Regions from separate parts of the Sus scrofa genome. Here all the other regions are linked to region 2. The links are chromatin contacts, called in public Hi-C and HiChIP or PLAC-seq maps. All regions are on one chromosome and are shown on one strand. Each heading gives the region's core, a stretch centred on a gene start, on an enhancer-like site or on the middle of the called end of the contact. The rest is flanking DNA. Distances are from core to core; before and after follow the strand shown. Region 1 holds the start of ARFGAP1 (ADP-ribosylation factor GTPase-activating protein 1). Region 2 holds the start of PPDPF (pancreatic progenitor cell differentiation and proliferation factor). Region 3 holds the start of DNAJC5 (dnaJ homolog subfamily C member 5).

What was found. A called contact is a pair of places that touch in the nucleus more often than the background predicts. HiChIP or PLAC-seq counts read pairs in DNA pulled down with a chosen protein or histone mark.
Region 1: a contact with region 2 is called in a Hi-C map of liver, with 4 times the contacts expected there. The contact joins the promoter of ARFGAP1 here to the promoter of PPDPF in region 2. A contact is called at or near these places in 1 of 47 Hi-C or Micro-C datasets (liver) and 1 of 2 datasets of contacts at active chromatin or transcription factors (alveolar macrophages).
Region 3: an H3K27ac HiChIP or PLAC-seq map of alveolar macrophages shows a contact between it and region 2. The contact joins the promoter of DNAJC5 here to the promoter of PPDPF in region 2. A contact is called at or near these places in 1 of 5 promoter capture datasets (liver), 2 of 47 Hi-C or Micro-C datasets (both in liver) and 1 of 2 datasets of contacts at active chromatin or transcription factors (alveolar macrophages).

The regions. Positions count from the first base shown.
Region 1 is chr17:62,378,465-62,381,894 of Sscrofa11.1, forward strand. It overlaps ARFGAP1 (ADP-ribosylation factor GTPase-activating protein 1), which reads left to right and starts at 1,596. Exons shown (of 12, transcript XR_002339924.1): 1 at 1,596-1,759.
Region 2 is chr17:62,535,148-62,538,901 of Sscrofa11.1, forward strand. PPDPF (pancreatic progenitor cell differentiation and proliferation factor) reads left to right here and starts at 2,363. Exons shown (of 4, transcript XM_021077704.1): 1 at 2,363-2,539; 2 at 2,943-3,023; 3 at 3,242-3,319; 4 at 3,405-3,754. The coding sequence starts at 2,969. The coding sequence ends at 3,604. It overlaps PTK6 (protein-tyrosine kinase 6), which reads right to left. Exons shown (of 7, transcript XM_021077703.1): 7 at 3,706-3,754.
Region 3 is chr17:62,752,443-62,756,056 of Sscrofa11.1, forward strand. It overlaps DNAJC5 (dnaJ homolog subfamily C member 5), which reads left to right and starts at 2,188. Exons shown (of 6, transcript XR_002339937.1): 1 at 2,188-2,427.

The DNA of each region.
Region 1 (3,430 bases), core at 346-2,845, 160 kb before region 2:
GTTGCCAAGGACATGGAGCAACTGGAGCTCCGGGGCTGGCAGAGTGTGAAATGGTACAGCTGTTTCGGAAGACTGCCACACAATTTTTTACAAAGCTCAACATGCCCTTTACTTCATCACCCAGCAATGTTTCTTCTAGGTAATTAAGCAAAAGAGGTTTTGAAATATACCCTTGGAGTTCCCGTCGTGGCGCAGAGGTTAACGAATCCGACTAGGAACCATGAGGTTGCGGGTTCGGTCCCTGCCCTTGCTCAGTGGGTTAACGATCCGGCGTTGCCGTGAGCTGTGGTGTAGGTTGCAGACGCGGCTCGGATCCAGCATTGCTGTGGCTCTGGCGTAGGCTGGCGGCTACAGCTCCGATTAGACCCCTAGCCTGGGAACCTCCATATGCCGCGGCCCAAAGAAATAGCAAAAAGACCAAAAAAAAAAAAAAATGAAATATACCCTTAAAGGACTTGTACATGAACTTCAGGGCAGCTCTATTCACAACAGCCAAGACTCAGAGATGACTGTAGTGTCCAATATGTGAACGGATAAACAAAGGGGCATTTTCATGTCGTGGAATAGTATTCAGCTGTGAAAAGGAATGAAGTGCTGACAGAGGCTAAGACAGGGACGAACCTTGACAACATAGTCTGAATGAAAGAAGCCATTTGAAAGCGTGGCATGATTCTATTAGGTGATGTTCTAGAACAGACCACCTGAGAAATGGGCTAAAAGAACAGGGCTTGCCTCCGATGAGATGCCGTGTAACTGATCATGGTGGTGGCTACGCTGGGGCGCACATCCGCCAAGACTCACTGAATGCACATTACTGAAAATAAACTATGTCTCAGTAGAAGTGTTTATATTGGGTTACTCCAAAAGTTACGGAGGTCCGTGAAGAATATGCGGACTTCTCAGAAAAGCATAAAGTGAAAACAAAACCAAAAATCGTTTGCCATTATACCTCCCAGAGAGCATCACTCTCGACAGTTCCTTTCCTGCAGTCAAATTTCCCGTATTTGGGATCTTACTATTCACACTGCTTTGCAGCCTGCTTGCACCCTTCTTCTCCTCGGAGTTCACCAACGGGCTCGGCCAGCGGGAGGCCGGATCAGGAGATCGGGAGGTGAGAGGCCAGAGGGGCCGGCATTTATTCCTGCGGCTTCCTCGGCTAGATCTCCTCGGCTGGCCACGCCCTCAACCAAAGATAACAGCTTCTCTGGGGCAGAGGCCCTGAGGACTCTCTCCTTCCGGAGTCCCGGAACCTCTCCCTCCCCCTTTTCCTTGGGGCCTGTTGACGTCACAGCTCTGGGGCTCCAGCTCCGGCGGCCCGCAGAATTCCGGCGGTGCCCTAAGCCCGCCCACGCCCCCCTAATCGGCTCCCTTGTAAGTAGACGCCCCTGAGCCATCCTCATTTGAGCGTCCTGATGGCGCGTCGCCGGTGAGCGTGGCTGTCGGCCCCCAGGACCTCGTGGGCCCCGCGGGACAACCAGTCTGAGACTGCAACCCTGGGAAGGACGCGTCCCCATGGTGATGGGGCAGGGACGCGCTTCCGGCCCAGCCGGCCGGAGGAAGTCCCGCCCCCGCCGGCCCGCCCCCGGCTTCCCGTCAGGCCTCGCGACGCGCTACGTAGCCGGAAGCGGGTGGCGGCGGGGTGGGCGGCCGGCGAGCATCTTCGGTGCAGTTCGCGGCGCCGCCGACCCCAGCCCGGACCCCCGCCCGGACCCCCGCCCGGACCCCCGCCCGACGGGCGCGCAGGATCGAGCCCTGCCAGGTAAGACACGGCCGAAGTCCCGGCTCCCCCCGGCTAGTCCTCAGCCCCTCCCGGCGGCTGCCCCGCCCGGACCCCCACCCCTCCCGGAGGCCGCCTTGCCCCTGCCGCCCCCGCCCCGGCGGACTGCTGCCCGGGGGGCCCCCCCGCGCCGCCCCTCCGCCGCCGCCCCCGCCCGGACCGACCCCCCGCCCACCCCGCCGCGCGCCCCCGGCCCCCAGCCTTCTTTCCTCCGAGGCTGTCACGGGCCCCTGCCCACCGCAGCCCCTCCGTGGGGCCAGCCGGCCCTGCCCCGTCCCCACCTTCGGACCCAGGACCGGGTTTGGACACAGGCTCTGGTCAGGCCGGGTCGTAGCTCCGAAGGGGCTTCCCGCCCGAGGAGGGAAGAGTCGGTGTCGGAGAGGCCCTTCCGGGGGCAGCCTCCGGGCCTCAGCTCCTTGCCTCCTCATCCGCGGTGGGTGATCGTCTTGGGAGGAGAGGAAACCGAGAAGCGACTCTAAGATTCTTTTTCAGGTTATGTGCCTTCAGGTTAGAAGTATGCTCCTTGGCCGCCCTCGCTGTTGAACAGCCTCATCGCAGGCCCCGAAGGAGAGTTGTGCTCATTCAGTGCAGGCGCGATGTGCCGGCCAGGCTGTTTCTGACGGGCCCGGTGGGGCCGTAACAATGGCCCGGGGATAATTAGCCTTGACATTTGGCTTCCGCTCTCTGCTTTAGAGTGAGACAGCCTTGTGCTTGGACGAGGCGCTTTGGGTGTCTTGGCTGGTGTCTGAGAAAGATGAGGGTAACAGCCCTGGGGACCAGGCAGTGTCCCTGCGTCACCCCCTTTGATCTCCAGGGTTGAGGAGGTCCCCACTTCAGGAGCAGCATCCTGCAGTCTGAGAAGTGGTTTTCTTCATAAACGGAGAAAAAGTGTGTTTAGTTCACTGTTTGCAGAAGCCACATCCACGTGCAGAAAACTGTGTTTGACCATCTTGATTTCAAACATTAAAACAGGAGTTCCTGGATCATTTTCCAAGATAAACTGTTGTTTTGTTTTGTTTTTTGGGATTGCTTTTGTGTTTTTTACCTTTTCTAGGGCCGCACCTGCGGCATATGGAGGTTCCCAGGTTAGGGGTCAGATTGGAGCTGTAGCCGCCAGCCTACACCGGAACCACAGCAACGCAGGATCCGAGCCGCGTCTGTAACCTACACCACAGCTCACGGCAACACTGGATCCTTAACCCACTGAGCGAAGCCAGGGACCGAACCCGCAACCTCAGGGTTCCTAGTCAGATTCTTTAACCGCTGAGCCACAACGGGAACTCTGATAAACTCTAATTTTGAAAGTTAGCAGGTATTTGTTTTTCTGTATCCAACTTAAAATTTCACAGCATTTAGGGTTCTCACATACAGAACCAGTCGCTGGGGAGAATTCCTCTTAAATCCAGGCGAAGTCATTTATTTTTCACATATTTTCTCTGCAGTATTTCCACAGACACTCACTCTGCCTTATTTTATACAATTAGAAATCAGGACAGGCCACCCCCAGTTCTGACTTTTGTCTGACTGGGTCGTGGTGGCCAGAACTGAGCCTCTGGGCAGGCCAGCTTCTCTGGGAAGGGCGCCTCGTGCACCCGTTTCTACCTTCACACTGTGGGTGTGTGGAGCTCGGCAAGGGCGGGGTCCCCTGTGGGG
Region 2 (3,754 bases), core at 1,113-3,612:
CTGTGAGCTGTCCATGGTCCTGGGAAGGGCCCTCGCCCCCACCCTCCAGCTGGCGGCCCTGGAACCCTGGTCCTGCAGGAGATACGAGCGAGGGGCACCCCACAAGGTGCCCACACACTTGGCTGCTGACCACAGGGACACACAAGTCCAGGAAAGGGGCAGAACCCTGTGACTGAGGGTGCCTTCAGAGCGAGACAAGCCTGGACCTTTCCAGAAAGTTCCATTCTCCTGGCATCAGCTGCTCTGACGAATCTGCTTTATCTGTGACCCCTTGCGAGCACTGCACAGGTCTGGCTGCCTCTCCCATCGCACGACTGCCACCACGCCTCCCGTCCAGGCCCCTGGGCTCCCAGGTCTCAGCGAAGGCAGGACAGGCAGACACGTGGGCACCGGGCAGGCCAGCCGGCTGAGGTGGGGGTACTCTGCTACCCATCCCAGGTGAGCATGTGGCCAGGGGCCGGCAGCAGGGCTGAGACGGGAGGGGAGTGGCTGTCCCGCACAGTGGGCAGCTCCGTGAGGCCCGAGCAGGACTGATGGCCGGAGCCCACGTGGACCTAAACAGCCAGTAACCAGGAACATGGCCCTGGTACATTCGATCCATCACCAGGCTCAGGGTTTGGTGACGTGGGGTGGGGGGGGGGGGGTTGGGTGATGGCAAATGACCCTTAAGAATTAAATTTGATTTGCAGTAAAGCCCTGATCCCGAATTCATGCCCAAGGGGGACAGGAAGCCGGCCAGGGCGTGACTGCGGTGACTATGGAGGGAGGGTCTCGTTGTGACGTGGGAGGGGTGAGGCTCTGCCCGAGCCAGAGGGGACCACGCGCCCCTCTTCCAAAGTCTCGTCTCAGGCGGATGAGCCATCCAATTGAACTCGCTGCGAAGCACGGCTCACTTTGAAGCCCATGCACTACCTGGCTGGACCGACCTGCCCTTTGCCCGGTGACCAGCCAGGAAGAGTCCAAGGTGGAAAAGTAACGAAAGCCACCTGAGCCAGGAAGCTGCACTTCCCTGCCTGTTCCCCGGGCCACGCTGCTACCCAAGCCGGGTCACAGTTAGGAGGTCAGCGGCCTTGACCCCCACCCAGCCCGATAAAGGATCATGTCCCCCCCACCGCCGGGGCCTTGGTTTCTGAGCAAGTCAGCCTGCGGAACCTGGAGGGTCTTTGAGGGGACGAACTCAGGGAGGCTCGGCAGAGGGGGTTACAGGACCTTCCCGGTAGCTCCTCCCCCCAACCCGCTCAGATTTCCTGAGACCCTCCAACCACCAGGGACACAACTGCCCAGCAGCAAAGAGCCAAGGAGAGTCCAGTGAGACCTCCCCTCCCTGCAGAGGGGGCTTGGGGCCTGGAGGAGGCTGCTGGGGAGGGAGGCTGATTTTCCCGTTGGAAAGGAGGTTTTCCTGGTGGAAGAGCCAGGGTGTGGCAGGGCCCAGGCGCCACGGGGACCATTCTGGAGCTGCCCAGGCCAGGGGCTTCACTTCCAGCTCCTGGAGATCCCCAAACAGCTGCTCTTCACCGCACTTACCCATAGAAGTCATGCCCCTGCACCCAGCTTTCCCCACTCCCTCCCTCCCCCATCCCCCTTGCAAGCAGCTGGATGTGGGCAGGAGCCAAGAACCGGGAGCGGATTCTGGAACCCCCAGAGCTGTGAGGGGGGCGTGGGTGGGTCTGCAGTGACTTCCTTGAAGGGCTGGAAAGTCTGAGGCACACAGTTGGTTCAGGGTACCAGCCAGTGCCGACAGCTGGGCAAGGGCACCTGCCAGCGAGGGCCCACATCTGCCCGAAGGCTGGGGTCTCGCAGGCAGATGCCCTCCCACCTGTCCCGGGTGAGAGTGGGGCGAGCCCCATCCTGAGCAGAGAAAGCTGGAGCAGAGGGGCACTGCGGGGGCTGGGCCTGTGGGGCTGCGGACAACAGCAGAAACAGGCTGGAAGGGCAGGGGCCACGGTTCGGCATATGCTCCCTCCCTCCACGGAAAAAGCTGGAAAGGTGGAGACAGGCGGGGCCAGTAGGGAACCTGGGTCCAAAAGGATGGCCAGAGCCCAAGAAGGGGTCCAAGGGGTGGGAGGGAGGCAGGCCCTGCTCTGGGATTGGGGCGGGGGTCATTTAACCACTCCAGGCCAGGCTAGGCCAGACTCCGCTGTCTGGGCAGCCAAGGTCGGACCGGACGCCGCGCGGCTGGACTTCCTCCGAGGCGGGCCCGCGAGGGCCGGGCCCCGGGCCGGGGCGGGGCCAGGCTGAGCTTCGGGCGGGGTCTGATCGGCTCCGCCTGGGTCTTGGGCGGAGTCGGGGCCTGGCCGGGGGGCGGGCCCTCCTTGGGGCGGGGGCGGGGCCGGGGCCGGGGCGCCCCGCCCTCCGAGACGCGACCGCGGCACCGCCTTATAAGGGGCGGGCGGGGGGCGCGTCCGCGCGTGCGCGCCCCGCGCGTCTGAGTGTGGAGCGGCCGTCTGCGGTCTCCCGGGCAGATGGGTTCCGTGGCCTAGCGTCCCCGTCCCCGCCGTCCGTGATCGTGCGCCGAGGCCCGCGAGGGGTCGCCGCCGAGGTGAGGGCCTGGGCGGCGGCGCGTGGGTGGGGTCGAGCGGCCGGCCTGGGCGGCGGCGGGCGGACGGGAGGACGGACGGTCGGGCGGGGCGCGGGTGGGTAGGGGGCGACGGGCAGAGCCCGGAGCGGGGGTTAGGGGCGCGCCGGCCGCTTCCCGGACCCCCAGGTCGGAGGACCAGCGCACAAAGCGCCATTGTTGCCCAGCGCGGCCGGTTCGGGCTGGTTGGAGCCGCCCGCGCGGAGGGGGCGGTCCGGGAGTTCCGCCGCCCCGCCTCGGCTGGGTAAACAAACCCGGGCACGGGGCTGACCCTGGAGTCCGGGCGGGGCGGCTCTGCCCGGGTGGGGAGCGGCCTTCTCCAGGGGCAGCGGTGACCGGACGGACTCCCCGACCCCCGCGTGCGCAGGTTCCCAGCAGCCCCCAAGCAAGAGCATGGCAGCCATCCCCTCGAGCGGCTCGCTCGTGGCCACCCACGACTACTACCGCTGTAAGTAAGCCCCTTGCCCGCCCGCCCCCAAGTCCCACGTGGGCTGGCCCAGCCAGCTTGTGGTGCAGCCCAAGTTTCTTGAGAGCCCCTCTCTGGGTGCCACGTGCGCCGCCGTGGACCCCTGACCCTGGCCCTGTGCTACCAGCAATGCTAGCCCTTGGCCTGGTGGGCTGGGGGTGCTCAGTGCCCAGTGGAGCTGACCCGGCCTCCCTCTCCAGGCCGCCTGGGCTCCACTTCCAGTAACAGCTCCTGCGGCAGTGCCGAGTGCCCCGGAGAAGCCATCCCCCACCCCCCGGGTGAGTGCAGTTCTGCTCCCCTTTGTACTGGGGGACTGTTGGGGGAGTGGGCTGCAGCAGCCTGACCTCACTCTGCTTCTCTCAGGTCTCCCCAAAGCTGACCCGGGACACTGGTGGGCTAGCTTTTTTTTCGGGAAGCCCACGCTCCCACTCATGGCCACGGTGCTGGAGTCCCCGGGGCACTCGGAATCTGCCGGGGCCTCCACCCGCATGATCACCTGCGACCTGGCTCAGCAGCAGCCTGGCGGCCAGCCGGGCACACCCAACTGCAGGCCTCCCTCCTGAGAGGCCACCACCAGCTGCCAGGCTTCCTTCCAAGGCGCTAGGCTCCTCAGAGCCCCTCCCCTGCCCTCCCCTTCCTGAGACTCAAGAGCTGCAGCTGGAGGCAGCAGTTGGGTTCTTTAATTGAGAACAGCACACCACCAAAAAGAAAGT
Region 3 (3,614 bases), core at 938-3,437, 220 kb after region 2:
AGGATAAGGGGCCACCTGGTGGGCCTGCAGTCATTGTCAACATTTGCCGGTATCCTTCCTGTCTCCTCCCAAAGGGTGACTTGTTTGTTTAAACCATATCGTTCCATCCGAGTGTCTTAGTGTATAGTGGCACCGGTTTCCATTTTCACGATTACAAATAACACCATCAAGTGCAGCTCAGCACATACACCTTTTTCTGTATTGGGGAACATTTTCTTCAGAAAACAATCACTAGGAGTTCCCATTGTAGCTCAGAACCCAACTAGTATCCATGATGAAGAGCGTTCAATCCCTGGCCTCCATCAGTGGGTTAAGGATCCAGCATTGCCACAAGCTGTGGTGCAGGTTGCAGATGTGGCTCAGATCTGGTGTTACTGTGGCTGTGGTGTAGGCTGGCAGCTGTAGCTCCAATTCGACCCCTAGCCTGGGAATTTCCAACCCTAAAAAGACCAAAGAAAACCCCTGATGTGGAACTACTGGGTCCAAGAGAGACTCACCAGGGCCTGCCTCACCCATTCCTTGAATCGAAAGACATCGGCACTGCAGTTCTCATTGCGGTGTCCGTAAGGATGCAGCTCCTACCCCTGGCCCCGCTCAGTTGCTGTGTGCTGTGGTACAGATTGCAGAGGCAGCTCAGATCTGGCGTTGCTGCGGCTGCAGCTCCAAGTGGACCCCTAGCCTGGGAACTTCTATAGGCCACAGTTGCAGCCCTAAAAAGGAAAAAAAACAAAAAACAAAAAACAACCCCAAAACACCAGATGTAGATACTAATCTGGCCTTTCTGCTGCTTGTTTTTCTGGCCTACGCCTTTTTTGTGCTGCCTGACTGATGTTGCACAACTTAATAACTGCCAGGAGACTTCCTGAGCTCTCTGCCACTTAGAGGCCCCAGGCCTGGGGCAAACTGGGCAGTTCAAGGATGGCAGAGAGGTGTAAGAAGAGGGTGGAGGTAAACGGGGCTGGAGCTTGTTGGCAGAGTTTGGATTTTACTCAGTATGTCATAGGAAGACTTCAGTGTCATAAAGTTTCTGTGTTAAGAATGTGACTCCGCTGATGTGGGCAAGTGTGGAAGTGAGGAGGCAAGAGAAGTGAATGGAAAGGTCGATTTGGGGGAGTTCCAGGCCTGGCTTAGTGCTTACCGAATCGGACCAGGAACTCTGAGGTTGCGGGTTGGATCCCTGGCCTCGCTCCGTGGGTTAAGGATCTGGCGTTGCCGTGAGCTGTGGTGTAGATCGCAGACGCGGCTCGGATTCCGAGTCGCTGTGGTTTTTGTGCAGGCCGGCGGCTGCAGCTCCGATTCGACCCCTAGCCTGGGAACCTCCATATGCCGCGGGTGCGGCCCTAAAAAAGACCCCCCCCAAAAAAAAAATCGATTTGGACGGCTTTCAGGATGAAATAGCACATACAGATGTACCAGGCACTCAGTATACGGCAGAATACCTCCTGTTATAAGGAGTGTTAGCGAAGGGTGACGAGCAGGTCTCCCCTCCCTCGGAGTCAAAGAACGGGTCGAAACTGGACCGGAAGGGAAGTGAGTAGAAGTTGGTACAACTGCCCATTCAAGGCATTGTTTGCAGGTGATTCTGGGAGGGGCTGGACAATGGCTGTGACACTTCGGCGATTGGGGAGGTAGGAAGCAAGTCACATCTCTGCACCGCGCGGTCCCTAACAGTGGTTCAGGGGTCGGCGGCCTCTGGGACAACTCCCACCAGCTCCCTCTTTCGCTTGTTCTTTGACGAGAACAATTGCGTTTCCCCAATCTTACGTGAAGCTCCAGGCAAAGTCAGCCGCCAAACTAGTCCCCGCATCCGTTTACCGCAGCACCTGTCGGCGCACTAGCCACTACCTGAAGCGCTGGCGGGCAGGCCCCGCCCCCGCGTCTCGGCCCCGCCCCTGCTGGGCGGTGGAGGCTTCCGGCTCCGCGGTGCAAGCTCCGCCCACAGCTCTCGGAGCACCCGCGTATGGGCTGGCACTCGGGACTCCGCCCTCAGTAGGCGGAGCCTCCGCTGGGAGCTCTGGAGCCTCCGCCCACTGCTGTCATTCGGGCCCTGCCCCTCGTGGGCGGAGCCTCTGCGCAGCGCTCTGAGCGCACGCGCGGCCTGCCCAGCCCGCAGCTCCGACCCACCGGCGCCCACGTCCTCCCGGGAGCGCGCGCGCCGGTGCGGGTGCGTGCGTGAGCGTGCGTGAGCGTGCGCGCCCTCGCCGCCTCTGCCGGTGCTGCTCCCGCGCCCTCTGCCGCTGCCCCCGCCGCCGACTCCGTCGCCGCCGCCGCCGCTGCCGCCGCCGCCGCCGCCGCCGCCGCCGCCGCCGCCGCCGCCGGGTCCCGAGGCGCAGCCCCGGCTGAGGAGCGCGTCGGCCGGCTGCCCAGCAGCGCTGCGCAGGGAGGAGCAGAGCCGCGGAGCCGGCGGGCGGGCGGGCGCGCGGACAGGTGAGCTCGCGGCGGGCCCGCGGCATCGCGTCAGGCCGGGCGGGGGCCTCGCGGTGACTGGGGGCGGGATGTGGAGGCGGCTGGAGGAGGGCGGGGGCGCAGGGGGGCGCGACGCGGGCTGGGGGGCCGCGCGCCCGTAGCCGGAAATGGCGGCGACCCCCTCCCTCCTTGTTTCCCTCCCTCCCCGCTCGGGGCGGGGGGCGGCGGCCGGGCCGGAGAGGCGCCGGGAGGCCCAGGGCGCGCGCCGTGGCCAGGCCGCCGGGCCCGCGCTGTGGTCGGCCAGACCTGACCGGCGGCGGCGGCGGCGAGGGCCCAGGGCCCGGCGTGTGCGCCGGGCGCCCACCGCCCTGGGGAGGGGCTTTCCTGTCCAGGGGGCCGCGGGGGGCAGAGCCGCCGGATGCAGCAGCCACGTAACCTGTCCCCGGGTCACGCTTGGAGCTCGGCGAAGTGAGCTTTGTTCCTTGACGCGCTGTAAATTAATCTCGGGGGTGTGAATCGTCGGCCTGGTAAGAAAGAAGTGTTTTCTCTGCGTCGCAAGGACATTATTTGGAGCATCGCTGTGTATTGTCTTGCGGAGACAGTGTCGGGAGCTCTTCCCTTCAGGTTCTAACTTGTTCGTGTTGAGAGGCTGGATTAAGGAGCCCCTTTTTCATGTGCCTGAGACGATTTATCGGAGTGCATTTGGTTGTGCCACACAGGAAGGGAAGCAAAAGTTTCAGTTTTATTTTGATTTTCGTGTTGAGGTTTGATAAGGAGACATTTTAACCAGCCGGTCGTAGCCTAATGGGTGCCGTGCTGGACACCTCTGTCTGTTTACAAACTATCTTAATGACAAAACAAGTGTACTGGCCCGTCTGTGACTTGGTTGCCTAAAGGCAAAGCTCTGAGATTTTATGTTTATTCTCTTGCTCCTCTCTTGTTCAGTGTTGTCGTGAGTGTCAGCATCGTGTCATCTGTCAAATGAGAGGTGACGCTATGAGGCAGGACTTAAGGGCTTTGGGAAACTTTATAACTGAGAGCCAGCAGCTCTCCTTTGACCTGTCAGGACTCTGGGACCCCGGGCACCTCTGGGGGCCTGTGGCCAAACCAAGGGCTGTAGGAGCCGCTCTGGCTGTGGGGCAGGTGCCTCCACTAGCCCTGGGATCTGAGGGTCGTGTGTGTTGCGCCTGTTCCCCTTGGCCGTGGCG